2 separate regions of the Sus scrofa genome follow, and region 2 is linked to region 1. A link is a contact called in public Hi-C data. All regions are on one chromosome and are shown on one strand. The core of a region is the stretch at or near the end of the contact, and the rest is flanking DNA. Distances in the headings are between cores, read along the strand shown. Region 1 holds the start of DNAJC17 (dnaJ homolog subfamily C member 17). Region 2 holds the start of GCHFR (GTP cyclohydrolase I feedback regulator).

The links. Hi-C and Micro-C count contacts between places; a contact is called where the count stands out from the background.
Region 2: a contact with region 1 is called in a Hi-C map of liver, with 4 times the contacts expected there. The contact joins the promoter of GCHFR here to the promoter of DNAJC17 in region 1. A contact is called at or near these places in 1 of 5 promoter capture datasets (fetal skeletal muscle) and 4 of 47 Hi-C or Micro-C datasets (heart right ventricle, liver and skeletal muscle).

The regions. Positions count from the first base shown.
Region 1 is chr1:130,514,123-130,521,531 of Sscrofa11.1, reverse strand. DNAJC17 (dnaJ homolog subfamily C member 17) reads right to left here and starts at 4,807. Exons shown (of 11, transcript XM_001929383.4): 1 at 4,617-4,807. The coding sequence starts at 4,694. ZFYVE19 (abscission/NoCut checkpoint regulator) reads left to right here and starts at 3,589. Exons shown (of 12, transcript XM_001929402.5): 1 at 3,589-4,669; 2 at 5,045-5,121; 3 at 6,363-6,484; 4 at 6,654-6,707; 5 at 7,368-7,409. The coding sequence starts at 5,068.
Region 2 is chr1:130,561,008-130,568,416 of Sscrofa11.1, reverse strand. GCHFR (GTP cyclohydrolase I feedback regulator) reads left to right here and starts at 4,819. Exons shown (of 3, transcript NM_001243443.1): 1 at 4,819-4,964; 2 at 7,157-7,251. The coding sequence starts at 4,929.

The sequences.
Region 1 (7,409 bases), core at 3,558-6,057:
TGGCATAGGCTGGCGGCTATGGCTCCAATTTGACCCCTAGCCTGGGAACCTCCATATGCCGCAGGAGTGGCCCTAGAAGAGGCAAAAAGACAATAAAAAAAAAAAAAAAAAGAATGCCTCCAGGGAGTTCCCATCGAGGCACAGCGGAAATGAATCCAACTAGGAATCATGAGGTTGCAAGTTCAATCCCTGGCCTTGCTTAGTGGGTTAAGGATCTGGCATTGCTGTGAGCTGTAGTGTAAGTCGCAGACGTGGCTCAGGCGTTCCTGTGGCGTAGGCTGGTAGCTGTAGCCTGGATTAGATCCCCAGCCTGGGAACCTCCATATGCCTTGGGTTCGGCCCTAAAAAGAAAAAAAAAAAAAGAAGAATGACTCCAGGAGTTCCTGTCATGGTTCAGCATAAACAAACCCAACTAGTATCCATGAAGACGCATGTTCAATCCCTGACCTTGAGCAGTGGGTTAAGGATCAGGCATTGCTGTGAGCTGCGGTGTAGGTTGCAGACATGGCTTGGATTCTGGCGTTGCTGTGGCTGTGGCCATCAGCTGTAGCTCCAATTAGACTCCTAGCCTGGGAAATTCCATATGCTTAGGGTGCGGCCCAAAAAGCCAAAAAAAAAAAAAAAAAAAAAACCAGAAAGAAAAAGAATGACTCCAGGTTTCTTCTCAAGTGGATGGATGGTGGTGCCAATTACTGAGAAGGAGAAGTTCAAGGAAGGAGCAAGTACGGAGAGAGAAGATTAAGAATTTCATTTTGGATGTAGTAAGATTTAGACTCCTGTGAAGCATCCAAATGGAGAGGCAGATGGATACACAGACTGGGGATTCAGAGAAGTGGTCTGAATGAGAGGTGAATTTGGTGTTGGTGCCCACCACCACTAGCTGTACAGCCAGAGGGACACAGTGGAAGGGGATCAACCTGGGCTGGGCATCAGGGGATCTGATTCTAGTTCCCATTTTGTCATCTACCACCTGCTCTGAGTTTCAGTTTCACCATCAGTTACACAGAAGGTTGACCTAGATAACTTTTTTTGGATAAGAATTACCTCTACTCCTCCAAAATAAATACACAAATTTACTTAGTTCTTGGCATCTTTCTTTGGACCCAAAATAAGAACTCCTAGACCAGAAAATCAAAGTTTAGGAGGCCTTCTTTGCATATACTTTAAATATTTTTTGGTCCGCCAGTGCCTCTAGAGACTATGACAAGCACTGAAACAAGAAGAGAGGATTCCAGACCCTAAATCCTTTGCTCTCTACCAAAAAGCATGTGTTACCACGGAGCTAATCAGTGTACCCAGAGGCCCTAACCTACTTTTTTTTTTTTTTTTTTTTTTTGCTTTTTAGGGCTGCACCCATGACATGGAAATTCCCAGGCCAGGGGTCAAATTGGAGCTGCAGCTGCTGGCCTACTCCACAGCCACAGCAATGCAGGATCTGAGCCACAGCTGACGGCAATGCTGGATCCTTAACCCACTGAGCCAGGCCAGGGATCAAACCTGAATCCTCATGGATACTAGTCAGATTCATTTCACTGCACCACAATGGGAACTTCCCTAACCTACTTTTCAAGGTTTATCTTCTTATACCCTTTCTTCTTGGCCTGTGCTCCGTACAAATTAGACTATGCACACTCTCCCCTTTCTCAGAATACCCTCCCTCCATCTCCACACATCTAAACTCTACCCATTCTTCAAGGCATCAAATGCCTTCTCTATTTCCCTCACCCCATCTCGCAAACTAGAAGCAACCTCAGCCTACTCTGAACATGCACAGCACTTTATCTGTATTCCTCTTAAGGAACTTATATTCTGCCTTGTATTATAGTTCTGCATCCCCTACTAAAAAGCCAGAGCAGCACCTGTTATCTTTTCTGAAGTGCCTTCTCACATATCCCTTATCTCATCTGGGTGAAAACTGGATCCCAACTTCATTGTGCTGCTTAGACCTTGGTCTCTTGTGTCGACAACATTCCCACCTGATCCCCTAGCAGCAGCTCCTCCACCTGCCCCCCACTCCAATCCTTTCTGCACACTGACATTGAATTTTTTTTTTCCTTTTGGCTATGCCTATGGCATACAGAAATTTCCAGGCCAGGGACTGAACTTACGCCACAGCAGTGACCAAAGCCACATCAGTGACAGTGCTGGATCCTTAACCTACTGCACCACCAGGAAACTCCGAATAATTTCTTTAAAATCTATGTCACTTCTCTGATTAATATATACATCAGCGGGAGTTCCCACTGTGATGTAGTAGGTTAAGGATCTAGCATTGGCTCTGGGCAACACCAGTTTGATCTCCAGCTGGCACCGGGGGTTAAAGATCCAGCATTGCCACAGCTATGGCATGGTTTACAGCTGCAGCTCAGATTCAACTCCAGCCCAGGAACTTCCATATGCTTCAGGTTTGGCCAAAAATAAATAAATAAATATTATATATACACACACACACATTAATGGCTCACAACTGCCTTCTTTAGGAGTTCTCAACTTCAAGGTTCAAACACACTGGTTGGATCTGGTGTGAAATGTCTGCAGTAATTTCTCACTATTAATGAAGCTCTAATTAAAGATTTACAAACGTAGAACACTTAGAATAGTGTCCAGCACATATTATATGGGTGTTAGGAATTATTAACAGTGAAATTGTAAGCCTTATGAGACAGGTATAGCAGATGCATTTGGTGCTCTATGCATGTCCCCATGGCCCACTTCTAATTTCAGCTGTAGCTGTAGGAAACAGTTCTGTGCAGGCTGACAGCAACCCTCCTCAAGGGCCTTATCGGTCCCCTTGCTCTTTTGCCCCAGAGCTTCCTCTTCTCACAAGCTCACTCAGCCTATGAGCAGAGCCACCTAAAAGTACATGGGCATTTGTAGGCATTAATTTCCATCTGATGAATCACCTGCCACCCTTTCCCACATTGCTACAACTACCATGACAATCCAGGGGAAAGTAGTAGAAATCTTAATTGCAGCTTGATCAGTGTCCCACTCTGGCATATTTTTAAAAAATTATTGGAGTTCCCGTCGTGGCGCAGTGGTTAACGAATCTGACTAGGAACCATGAGGTTGCGGGTTTGGTCCCTGCGCTTGCTCAGTGGGTTAACGATCTGGCGTTGCCGTGAGCTGTGGTGTAGGTTGCAGACTCGGCTCAGATCCTGCGTTGCTGTAGCTCTGGCGTAGGCCAGTGGCTACAGCTCCGATTCGACCCCTAGCCTGGGAACCTCCATATGCCGCGGAAGCGGCCCAAAGAAATAGCAAAAAGACAAAAAATAAAAAATAAATAAAAATAAAAATAAATAAAAAATTATTATATACATATTTTTTGCTTTTTATTTTATTTTTTATGCACATGCAGCATATGGAAGTTCCTAGGCTAGGTCGAATCAGAGCTGCAACTGCTGGCCTACACCATAGCAACAGCAATGCAGAATCTAAGCTGCACCTGCTACCTACACCACAGCTCATGGCAACGCCAGATCCATAATCCGCTGAGGGAAGGCAGGGATCAACCCTCATTCTCATGGATACTATTCGGGTTCATAACTTGCTGAGCCACAATGGAAATTTCCTTTTTTAATCTTTTTTTTTTTTTTAGGGCCACACCCATGACATATAGAATTTCCCAGGCTAGGGGTCCATGCCACAGCCTCAGCAACGCCAGATCCAAGCTGCATCTGTGAACTATACCACAGCCCACAGCAACGCCAGATCCTTAAGCCACTGAGCGAGGCCAGGGATCAAACCTGCGTCCTCATGGATGCTAGTTAGATTCGTTTCCGCTAAGGCACCACGGGAACTCCCCTATTTTAATTTTTAATGGCTGCACTCACAGCATATGGAAGTTCCTCCCAGGGCAGCTGCAGCAACGCCAGATCCTTTATCCCATTGTGCCTGGCCTGGAGGCAAACCCGTACCTCCACAGCGACCTGAGCCGCTGCAGTGGCATTCTCAACCCACTGTGCCACAGTGGGAACTCCTCTCGCGCATTTATCAACACCTTCCTGTGGAATTCCAGGCCATTTGCCTTACCCTTCTGATCCTGCTTTTGACCCATTAGAACATGCTGAGAGGACAACACCTGAGCAACTGCTACTTGAAGAGTCAATGGGCTGGGGTGTAAAAGAAAACAGAGATGGCAGAGTCATAGGTCACACTGCCAAGGAGGGGATGAAGAGGGAATGGAGAAGCCTTAAGACCTGTCCTCTCCTAGGCTCTAAGCGAAGTTAAATCAACCTGCTGGAGAGAATGAATGACTCACGTCTGCACAGTGTAGCAGAATCAGAAGCTGACATTGCGCAGGCGCAGTGAGGAAGCAAAGATTGCCCGCCTGGCTGGCTATGCCGCCTCCTTTAGACAAGGGCCACGGGGAGACGTCAGTACCGTACTCCACTCAAAGAACCTCCTTCCTGTGCTCTCTCTTCCTCATGAAGTCCTCAGACCACTAGGAAAGGTCTCGGAACCCGCTTCTGAGGCCGTCGGGCCGACCCCTCGTTGCCAAACACCCAGGGCCGGGTCGAACCTGGAAAGCTGGTGGTGCCAGCCTCGGGAGAGAGGCCAAGACCGGAAGAGTCGCCAGGTCGCTCGGGAACGGCCCTCCTCGCTCCAGTTCTCACCTCTTTGTCCGCCGCCTTCTCCCCGATACCTAGCAGCGCGTACAGATCCATCTGTAAGAGCTCTTTGGTCACCGCCATGGTTCCAATCCTGACTGGATTAGTACTACAACTCCCAGGAGTCTAAGCGTGTCGGGACCGGGGACAGTTGGATCCCAAGCCAGCTGAATGGCGCTTAGCCCCCTGGGAAATGTCGTGATCTGGGCCAGCCAGGCTTGACTGCCTCTGAGAGAAGTTGGCAGGGGTGAAAGAACTACGACTCCCAGCAGCGTCCGCGCACGCCACTACTGCTCTCCCGCAGGGGTGACTGTCGTAATTCCTTGCTCCGAGGCCTTGGCTCTCGCGCGCAAGTGGGCGTGGGGAAGCAGGGGCGGGGCTGGGCGAAGGTCCTAGGGCTTCTGGACCTGACTCACAAGAAATCAACTCTGCAGACCCTGTTACGCCGGGAACCAGGATGGAGAGTAGGTGCTACGGCTGCGCTGTCAAGTTCACCATCTTCAAAAAGGAGGCGAGTCTTCTCTCCCCGGGGGTCTAGAGGGCCAAGGAGGACGCAGAGAGGAGGGAAATGCATAGGACTTGCATTCTTGGTTTTACGGAAAATTTCCACCTGTCTGATTTTGATGAAGCCACTCAGCTTCAGTTTCCGTTTCTGTAGAATGAAGTTAACACTCCGTTGGGGTTGATGCGAGGGTCCAGTGAGGTCCAGGAGGTGATAGTTCTTTGTAAACTGTGAAGCGAACCCCTGTCATTTTTGGAAAGCTAGGTTTTTCTGTCCACCAAGTGTAGGGTTCAGCTGTTTCCTTCTCTCTAGCCTACCCATCTGAAGCCTGGACTTTAGTTAATGCTCTGTGACTGACCTCTCCATCACACCATGCCCGTTTTTTTTCTCTGCTCTGAAACCTTCACCATCAAGCAGCCTTCCCTGCTTTCTTGAGTTAGATTACCACCTTATCTTCTGCCCCCAGGGCACCATGGCAGAATCTCACTTGTCCTCAGCACTGACCTGTCAAGTTCCTCTGGTAAACTGCAGGCTTTCTCTGCCTCCATTGCGACCAGATAGGATGAATGAATAGCAGGTGGTGAAGTAGATCCGTGTGGCCCTCAGAAACCTGGGTTTTGGAGTCAAAGTGATCAGAATTCAAATTTGAGCTCTGCTGTCATTCATGGGGTGAACTTGCTTTGGACAAGTCATGTAACTTTGCTGATCCCTTCCTATTATCCCAATAGAATAAGAATGGTGATCATCAGGATTAAGTAAGATAGTGTGTGTAAATTGTCAGAATTAAATTATGTGATGAACGTTGAGTACTGAGCTTAGAGCCTGGCACACAATAGGTGCTTAATAATGGAGGCTTTTGTTACCATCCCATCCTAGTCAAGCCGCCCTCCATCTCTGCTAGAGCAGAGAAGGCATGGACTCTGCACTTTATTGCTCCTTTGCTGAAGAGTCAGTGACCTGAAGCATGGTCTTTTGCCTGTTTGTCTTCTGCACCCCAATGTCAGGGAATTAGAGGAGAAAGCATGAGAATTTTGCATGAAGCTTTACCTGATTTGAATGGAAGACTGGAGACTGAGGAATTGCTTTACCCTCCACCCCTGTCTCTCCCCAGGCCTTAGGGGCCCCACTCCTCTCCTCTCAGCAGCTGGTTACAGTTTCAGTGCCTGTTCTGTGTGTGTGTTCAGAGAGTTCCAGGGAGGAGCCTGCAGGGGGGAGTGAGAGGTGGACCCCCTGCTTCATGTTTCTTGTAGTACGGCTGTAAGAACTGTGGCCGGGCGTTCTGTTCCGGCTGCCTTAGCTTCAGTGCAGTGGTGCCCCGGGCTGGAAACACGCAACAGAAAGTCTGCAAGCAGTGCCATGAGGTCCTGACCAGGTGAGAAACCAACACAGGTGAGGGTTCAGCCAAGCATGGAAGCAGGCAGCTGGCAAGGCCTTGCAGCCTCATGCTCCGTGTCTAGAGGTCAGCCCAGGAAGTGTTTGGGGTGGGGGGCACTGATAGGCAGATGGCAGGTGGCTTCTGACACCAGATTTCTTCTCTATAGAGGATCTTCTCCTGCCAATGCCTCCAAGTGGTCACCACCTCAGAACTATAAGAAGTAAGTGCTAAAGGGACAGAGACAAATGGGGGTGGGGAAAGGACAAGGGAGCTCTAGGGTAGGACTCTCTTCTCAGCCTCTAGATCAAATGAGCACAGGGTCAGGAAAATATGTATCTCTCAGGCTCCTGACTGCCCTTTTGGGTGCAGAAAGCAGCTCCTCAGTCCTTTCTCCACAAAACGTTCCTAATAGACCTCGCCTTCTCAGCTAGACCCTCCTGCTCATTGGCTGGGTTAGGGTGCAGGGTGCCATGAGCGAGGGCCACAGAAGAATGTCCACTGAAGGCCTCCTTATCTGCCTAGAAATGATTTGAGTGGGAAGCAGTGAGTGGGTGCCTTCCTGCCTCCCTTCTGCATTCTTCAAGAGGCTCTATCTTGGAGTTCCCATTGTGCCTCAGCAGTAATGAACCCAACCAGTATCCATGAGGACTCGGGTTTGATCCCTGGCCTTGCTCAGTGGGTTAAGGATCCAGCGTTGCCGTGAGCTGTGGTATAGGTCACAGTCATGGCTTGGATCCCGTGTGGCTGTGGCTGTGGCTGTGGTCGGCATCTGTAGCTCTGATTTGACCCCTAGCCTGGGGACTTCCATATGCCAAAGGTGCAGCCCTAAAAAGAAAAAAAGAAAAAAAAAAAAAAGAGCCTTTATCTCATATCCTGCCAGGCGTGTGGCAGCCTTGGAAGCCAAGCAGAAGCCCAGCACTCC
Region 2 (7,409 bases), core at 3,570-6,069, 47 kb before region 1:
GTTACAGGTTCAATCCCTGGCCTCTCTCAGCAGGTTAAGGATCCAGCATTGCCATGAGCTGTGGTGTAGGCCACAGATCTGGCGTTGCTGTGGCTGTGGCATGGGCCAGCAGCTGTAACTCTGATTAGACCCCTAGCCTGGGAACCTCCATATGCCATGGGTTCGGCCTTAAAAAGCAATAAAATAAAATTAAATTTAAATTAAAAATAAAAAAGAACAAAAAATGCCATTTGCAGCAACATGGATGGAACTTAACTTCTCACACTAAGTGAAGTAAGTCAGAAAGAGAAAGACAAATACCATATGATATCGCTTATATCTGGAACCTAATGTATGGCACAAATGAACCCATCTACAGAAAAGCAATAAACTCACAGACATGGAGAACAGACTTATGGTTTCCAACAGGTAGGGGGAGGGAGTGGGATGGACTGGGAGTTTGGGGTTAATAGATGCAAACTATTGCATTTGGAGTGGACAAGCAATGAGATTCTGCTGTACAGCATAGGGAACTATATCCAATCACTTGTGATGGAACATGATGGAGGATAATATGAGAAAAAGAATGTATGTGTACCTGGGTTCACTTTGCTGTATAGCAGAAATTGATGGAACATTGTAAATCAACTCTACCTAAAAAAGATCTTTTTTTTCTTTTGTCTTTTTAGGGCCGCACCCGTGGCATATGGAGGTTCCCAGGCTAGGGGTCAAATTGGAGCTGTAGCTGCTGGCCTACGACAGAGACACAGAAACACCAGATCCAAGCCGCATCTGCGAACTACACCACAGCTCACGGCAACACCTGATCCTTACCCCACTGAGCGAGGCCAGGGATGGAACCCTAAACCTCATGGTTCCTAGTCGGATTCGTTTCCGCTGCACCACAATGGGAACTCCAAAAAGATTTTTTTAAAAAAGAATTCCTGCTAGTCACAAGCCTTTGTTAAAGTTAACCCTGTGGGCACAGTTCACTTTCACAATGAAAAGCTGAGTTGTAGAAGAACAATTTCCTCTCTTTTTACAGAGAAGATCTGCCAGATAAACCGATCGTGGCGAGAGGTGAGACCAAATGGGAAGACCGAGCGGGGGAATTCATTTCCTGCTGGATATTAAAAATGTTATCTGGAGGGCATGAATCTGCCAGGGCAATCAGTAATGGGGTGGGTGATTCTGCATGGAGCACCCTATCTTATACTGCATCTGCAGACCTGTCTTGCAAATGTAATAAATCCCTGGCAGTCTGAGATAGGCACTGCCCTCATGTCTATTCCCCAGCCATCCACAGCCCAGCCTGAGAGAAGAGAGCAGAGTAGACCCTGAGCCCCTGTCCTGCTCTCTGCCTAGAACATGAGAGCCTCATGTGCCTGGCTCTTTTAAGAGAGACAGCATATGCCTTTATGATGGCCTTACCTCTTGTGTCTAACCTCTAAGGTACTTGACACTAAAAAAGAAAAAAAAATCTTATAAAATACCTAATGGCTACAAAAGAATATTTATTTATTTACTTACTTATTTTTTGCTTTCCAGGGCCGCACCTGTGGCATATGGAGGTTCCCAGGCTAGGGGTCAAATCTACAGCCTCCAGCCTACACCACAGCCACAGCAACATCAGATATGAACGGTGTCTGCGACCCACACCACAGCTCACAGCAGCACGAGATCCTCAACTCCCTGAGCAAGGCCAGGGATTGAACCTGCAACCTCATGTTTCCTAGTGGGATTCGTTTCTGCTGCACATCAATGGGAACTCCTACAAAAGAATATTTATAATATGTGCATAAAAATTGAGTACAGGAGTTTTCCCTGTGGCACAATGAGATCGGTGATGTCTCTCTCTTCAGCACAGGATGCATAGCATAGGATCCCCTGCCTGGTGCAGTGGGTTAAAGGATCCAGTGTTGCCCAGCTGAGGCTCAGATCTGATCCTGGCCTGGGGAACTCCATATGCCATGGAGTGGCCAAAAAAGAAAAAAAAAAAAGGAGTGCATTCATAATCCTTTGCTCCCTTGTCCTAGTGTATGAAAGAGAACATTGATTTTGTCTTTTAAGAACACTGCCTGTCTCCATCCCATCTCTTTCAGAGATAACCATTACTCTAAATGTTACATTTATCATTTTCTTTCCTTTATAATTTGAGTATATGTTTTTATCTCAAAACCATCTACCACTTAATTTTGCAAGTTTGTGAACTTGAGGTAAACAGATTCTGTATTTTTCCAAGATTAACTGTTTCATTCAGCATTTTCATTGCTATAGTTTTTATTGTAAGAATCAACCAAAAATTTACTCTAGGAATTCCCTGGTGGCACAGCAGGTTAAGGGTCTGGTGTTGCCACTGCTGTGGCGGAGGTACAATCCCTGGCCCTGGAACTTCTGCAAGCTGTGGGTGCAGCCAAAGAAAAAAGAGGAGGAATTCTTGCAGTGGCTCAGTGGTTAATGAGCCCAACTAGTTACCATGAGGTTTCAGGTTTGATCCCTGGCCTTGCTCAGTGGGTTAAGGATCTGGCATTGCTATGAGCTGTGGTGTAGGTCTCGGATACCACTGGGTCCCGCATTGCTGTGGCTCTGGCGTAGGCTGGCGACTACAGCTCCGATAGACCCCTAGCCTGGGAACATCCATATGCCTCAGGTGCAGCCCTAAAAAGACAAAAAAAAAAAAAAAAAAAAAATATATATATATATATATATATATATATAAAGACAAAAAACCTTATTCCACTTCTGATGGCCATAAAGACTATTTCCAGGGTTTTTTGCTAATTACAAACAGTGCTGTGGTCAGTGAGTTTTCCTAGGTTTATCTAGGAGAGGTTTGGTAGGTCACAGTGATGCATATCTTAAACTTTATTAGGTGATGCCAATTTGTTTTCCAAGGTGATTGTATCAGTCTATAACAATTTGCAATCCTAACAGTAATATTTCTTTTCTTTTTTTGGCAGGGAGGGCAGAAGCGGCATGCCTGAGGCAAATGGAATTTCCTGGGCCAGGAATGGAAACTGCACCACAGCCGTGACCTGAGCTGCTACCATGAAAATGCCAGATCCTTAACCTGCTGCACCACAAGAGAATCCCCCCAACAATGTTTCAGTTGTTAGACATCTTCACCCAATATATGATGCTTACAAATTTTGATTTCTTATCTTTTGGGAAATCTGTAAAGCAGTATCTCATTGGGGTTTAACTGGCATTTCTGGGATTTCTAATGATATTGAACATCATGTTATATGTTTGTTGGTCATTTCCACTCTCTCTTTTGAAAAGTGCCTACTGGAGTCACTTGCCCATGTTTCTTCTACTCATTTATCTTTTTCTAATTGGCATGCATTCTCTATATGTCCTGGGCATTGATCATTTGTCAGTTTACCAAATCCTTTTTTGAGCACAAACATGTCTTTTCTTTCTAGCTAAACTGTTGGTCTTGGAGGTAGATAATAGGGTTAGAGAGTAGAGGATAATAAACAGTAAGGATTCTTTAGGATTACAATTTTCCATTTTCCTTGTACCTCTCTTCACATCCATCACTGTGCTGAAAGTTCTGAGCATGCCCTATGAGTGTCCTTCGGTGAAATGAAGATTTTTCAGGGGCCTGGGAGGGAAGGTTACAGCCTGTCTTCATTTGGCTTTGCTTTTTAGAGAACCAATCACAACGAGGCAGATAAAGAATGTTGCTCTGTCCAGAGTTCCTGTCGTGGTGCAGCGGAAGCGAATCCGACTAGGAATCATGAGGTTGTGGTTCCATCTCTGGCCTTGCTCAGTGGGTTAAGGATCCAGCGTTGCCGTGAGCTGTGGTGTGGGTTGCAGACGGAGCTCCGATTTGGCGTTGCTGTGGCTCTGGCGTAGGCCAATGGCTACAGCTCCGATTAGACCCCTAGCCTGGGAATCTCCATATGCTGCAGGTGCGGCCTTAAAAAGGCAAAAAAGCAAAAAAAAAAAAAAAAAAAAAAAATTGAGCTGTCAGATTTTGATACATCCAGATGAGGGGGTGGAAACGGGAGTTAAACTCGCTGCTCTCTCTTTGGTGGCTTGTGTGAGGAAATTTTTTTTCCCCCAAATGTTGCCTTGTGATCTCTTGCTCATGGTGCCGGGTCTCTCCAGATTCGAGGGAAGCTCTGAGAACTGAGGTCCAGATTCCATTAGTTTTAGTCCCTTCAGGCCTGGAGCTCAGCCAACCGCTCAGTTCCCTTTACGGATTTACCTACAGGGCCACAGAAGTGCAAGCTTCCGCCGCTGTACTAAGAATTAAAGTCAGAGGCGGGAATGCGTAAGTGCACCCAAAGCAATTGCTGAAGCACTGAAGGAATCTCAGGAGACAGTCTTGGGGCCAGGAAGTGGGGATCCGCTAAATGCTTTAGAAACGTCACTGGGTGGGATAGGCAGGAGCTTAGGAAGCCTCAGTAGGGTCGCTATTTGCTCCCTGCTCCATTTCACTGGGTGGTGGTGGTGGTGTGGGGGGGTGGGGGGGTAGGAGGGACCAGCACGACTTTGGAACCTGTTACTCTGCAGGCGTTGCAGTAACAGAGTGCAAAGTCAACTAGCGAGCAGAGCGCCACGGCCCCCCAGCCAGCCGAGCCCGGCGGGCTACCCCAGCCTTCAGTGCGGGGGTGCAGGGGCGGCCTCCCCAACACACAGCCCCCTCCTGGTCTCCGGAAGATCTGAGGAAGAAGGTAGCTGGCTGGGCGGGTCCCAGTGCGTAGCAGGAGGGTAGGGGGCAGGACCCGAATCGCTGAGCTTCGGGGCGCGTCACGGGCAAACGTTCCTGATTGGTCGGCCGCTGGCGGTCACGGACTAGGCGCTCTGGGATTGGCGTCGCCGGAGGCCACAGCCAGAGTAACCGGACTCCGGGCGGAGGGTTGCAGACCAAGTACAAGCGGCTGGAGTCCGCGCTGGCCTAAAGGGCAGAGAGGTAGCCCGGCCGGGTCGTGCCCACCATGCCCTACCTGCTCATCAGCACCCAGATCCGCATGGTGAGTTAGTTATCTGTCCGCTGTTCTTGGAAGTTGGCGTTGGGCCGGGGCCACGGCCAGGAGCATGGGGTGGAGGGAGAGAGCCGGGGGGCGGGGGGGGGCAGGACGGCGCTGCAGACCGCACATTGGTGCCTCTATCCAGGGCCATGCCCTCTGAAGGCTGGACCCGGAAGCTACCCGGGACACGCCCCCCGGCCCGCGGGGGAGGGAGGCTGTGGATCGAACCCAGGCGGGATCCAGGGACTCTGCGAGCTCCTGCGGCCCGGCGCCTCAAGGCCGCGAAGGGGGCCAGGTGCATGTCCTCCCCGCCACCAAGCAAGCTGCAGGCGCCTGCGGCTCCAGTCCTACCTGCCTGCAGGAGATCGGAGACTCCGGGGGGACCCAGGAAGTTCCGGTCTCACACGTGCAGCATCCACTGCCCTACACAGAACCGCTATGCGCGGCATGGGGTGGGGACTAACCCAAGGGAAAGAGGTTTGGGAAAGGAAAGGATGAAGATGCTCAAACACCTGTGCCAAGTGACCTCACCCACAGCTACTAGCTGCACCCTTAGGCACTTCCAGGAAAAGCTCTCCCTGAGGCCTTAGGAAAGGAAGAGAAGAACCAGAGACAGCCCATGGGGTTAGAGGTTTAAGAAAACCAGGCACCATCAAAAGCCACGCCCCTTTTCAGTTTACTCTGCAAAAAAGAAGATGCTGGCCGCTCCAGGAATCCCCTATTAGTTTCTGAATATGACTGGGTCCCCCAGATGGGCAGCAGGATGTTTGTTCTTCTGCCCTCTCCCTCCCCAGGGCTTGGAGGGTCCATCAGAGAGTACCCAGCTCCCTTGGGATGCAGGAAATAGCAGGTGGGCTCACCATTGGACAGGAGGGGTCTTGGCAGTGTCACAGTGTTTTAAGAACCAGTTAGGGGGTTCCCATTGTGGGGCAGCAGAAACGAATAGACTAGCATCCACGAGGACGAAGGTTTGATCCCTGGCCTTGCTCAGTGGGTTAAAATGATCCCATGTTGCCGTGAGCTGTGGTGTAGGCAGAAGATGCCACTCAGATCCTGTGTTGCTGTGGCTGTGGGGTAGGCCGGCAGCTAAAGCTATGATTTGACTCCTAGCCTGGGAACCTCCAAACACCCTGGGTGCTGCCCTAAAAAGACAAAAAACAAAAACAAACCCAAAACCAAACAGACAAAAAACCCAGTCAGCTGTGTAGTTGTTAAAATGTATGCTTCTGGGTCTCTTGACAAACCTCTAGAAGCACTCTTTAAGCCTGAAGCTTGGGAACTCAGTGATTCTCAGGCAAATAACAGTTTTATTGACATAAAATACATATAATCATAGAATTCACCAATTTAAAGTATACAATTCGATGGCAGTGGGTTTTGTTTTGGTTTATTGAGAATTGTGCAACCATCACCATAGGCAACTTTAGGCTTTTCCATCACCTTGAAAAGAAACCCTGTACCTACACCCTGTACCTCAGCTGTCACTCCTCATTGCTCCTGGGCCCCTCAACCCCAGGTAACCACTCATTTACTTTCTGTCATAATATGCGGTCTCTTTCACCTACATGATGTTTTTAAGGTTCATTCATATGCATCAGTACTCATTATTTTTTGGGGGCTGCTCCCAAGGCATGCACAAGTTTCCGGGCCAGGGACCAAACCTGTGCCACAGCTGAAACCCAAGGCATAGCAGCGACAGCAGCAGATCATTAGCCTGCTGAGCCATCAGGGAATTCCAGTACTCATTCTTTCTTATTGTCAAGTAAAATTCCATTGAATTGCTTTACCACATTCTATTTATCCACTGTTCATTACTTTTGGTTTTCACCTTTTGGTTATCATGAATAATGCTACTGTGAACATTTGTGTGCAAGCTGTCCTGTGGACATATGTCCTCATTTCTCTATTCTCCAGGTGACTCTGATACACAGATACGGGTGATGGTGCCTGGCATGAACGTGCCAGTAGTTAGGTATTGCCCAGCTAAGAGGGGACAGGGAGCCCACACTGCTCAGTCTCATCACTGGTGGACTTCACCCCTTCCCAGCTTGTGTTTAGACCCAAGATTCCTTCCCTTCCTCTCCAGCCTTTAACTGAAGGTGGCTCAGAGCCAGCAGGCAGGGGAGGAAGGAGAGGTGAGATCATTTACCTCTATCTGGCAGCCAGCCAAGCAGCCACTGTGGCTTACCTTGCAGGAGGTGGGCCCCACCATGGTGGGTGATGAGCACTCGGATCCAGAACTGATGCAGCATCTAGGAGCCTCAAAAAGAAGTGTCCTAGGAAACAACTTGTAAGTAGTAGTATTCCTAAGGATCTTCTCCCTGCCAGCCCCGAGTCCTGCCCTTGTTCCTATTACACAACCACCAAGCCCAGGACAATGCCACTGCCCAGCCTCAGGGCCCCTCTGACTGCATCCTGGGGCTCTGTCCTCTGTAGGGTGGGCTCCAT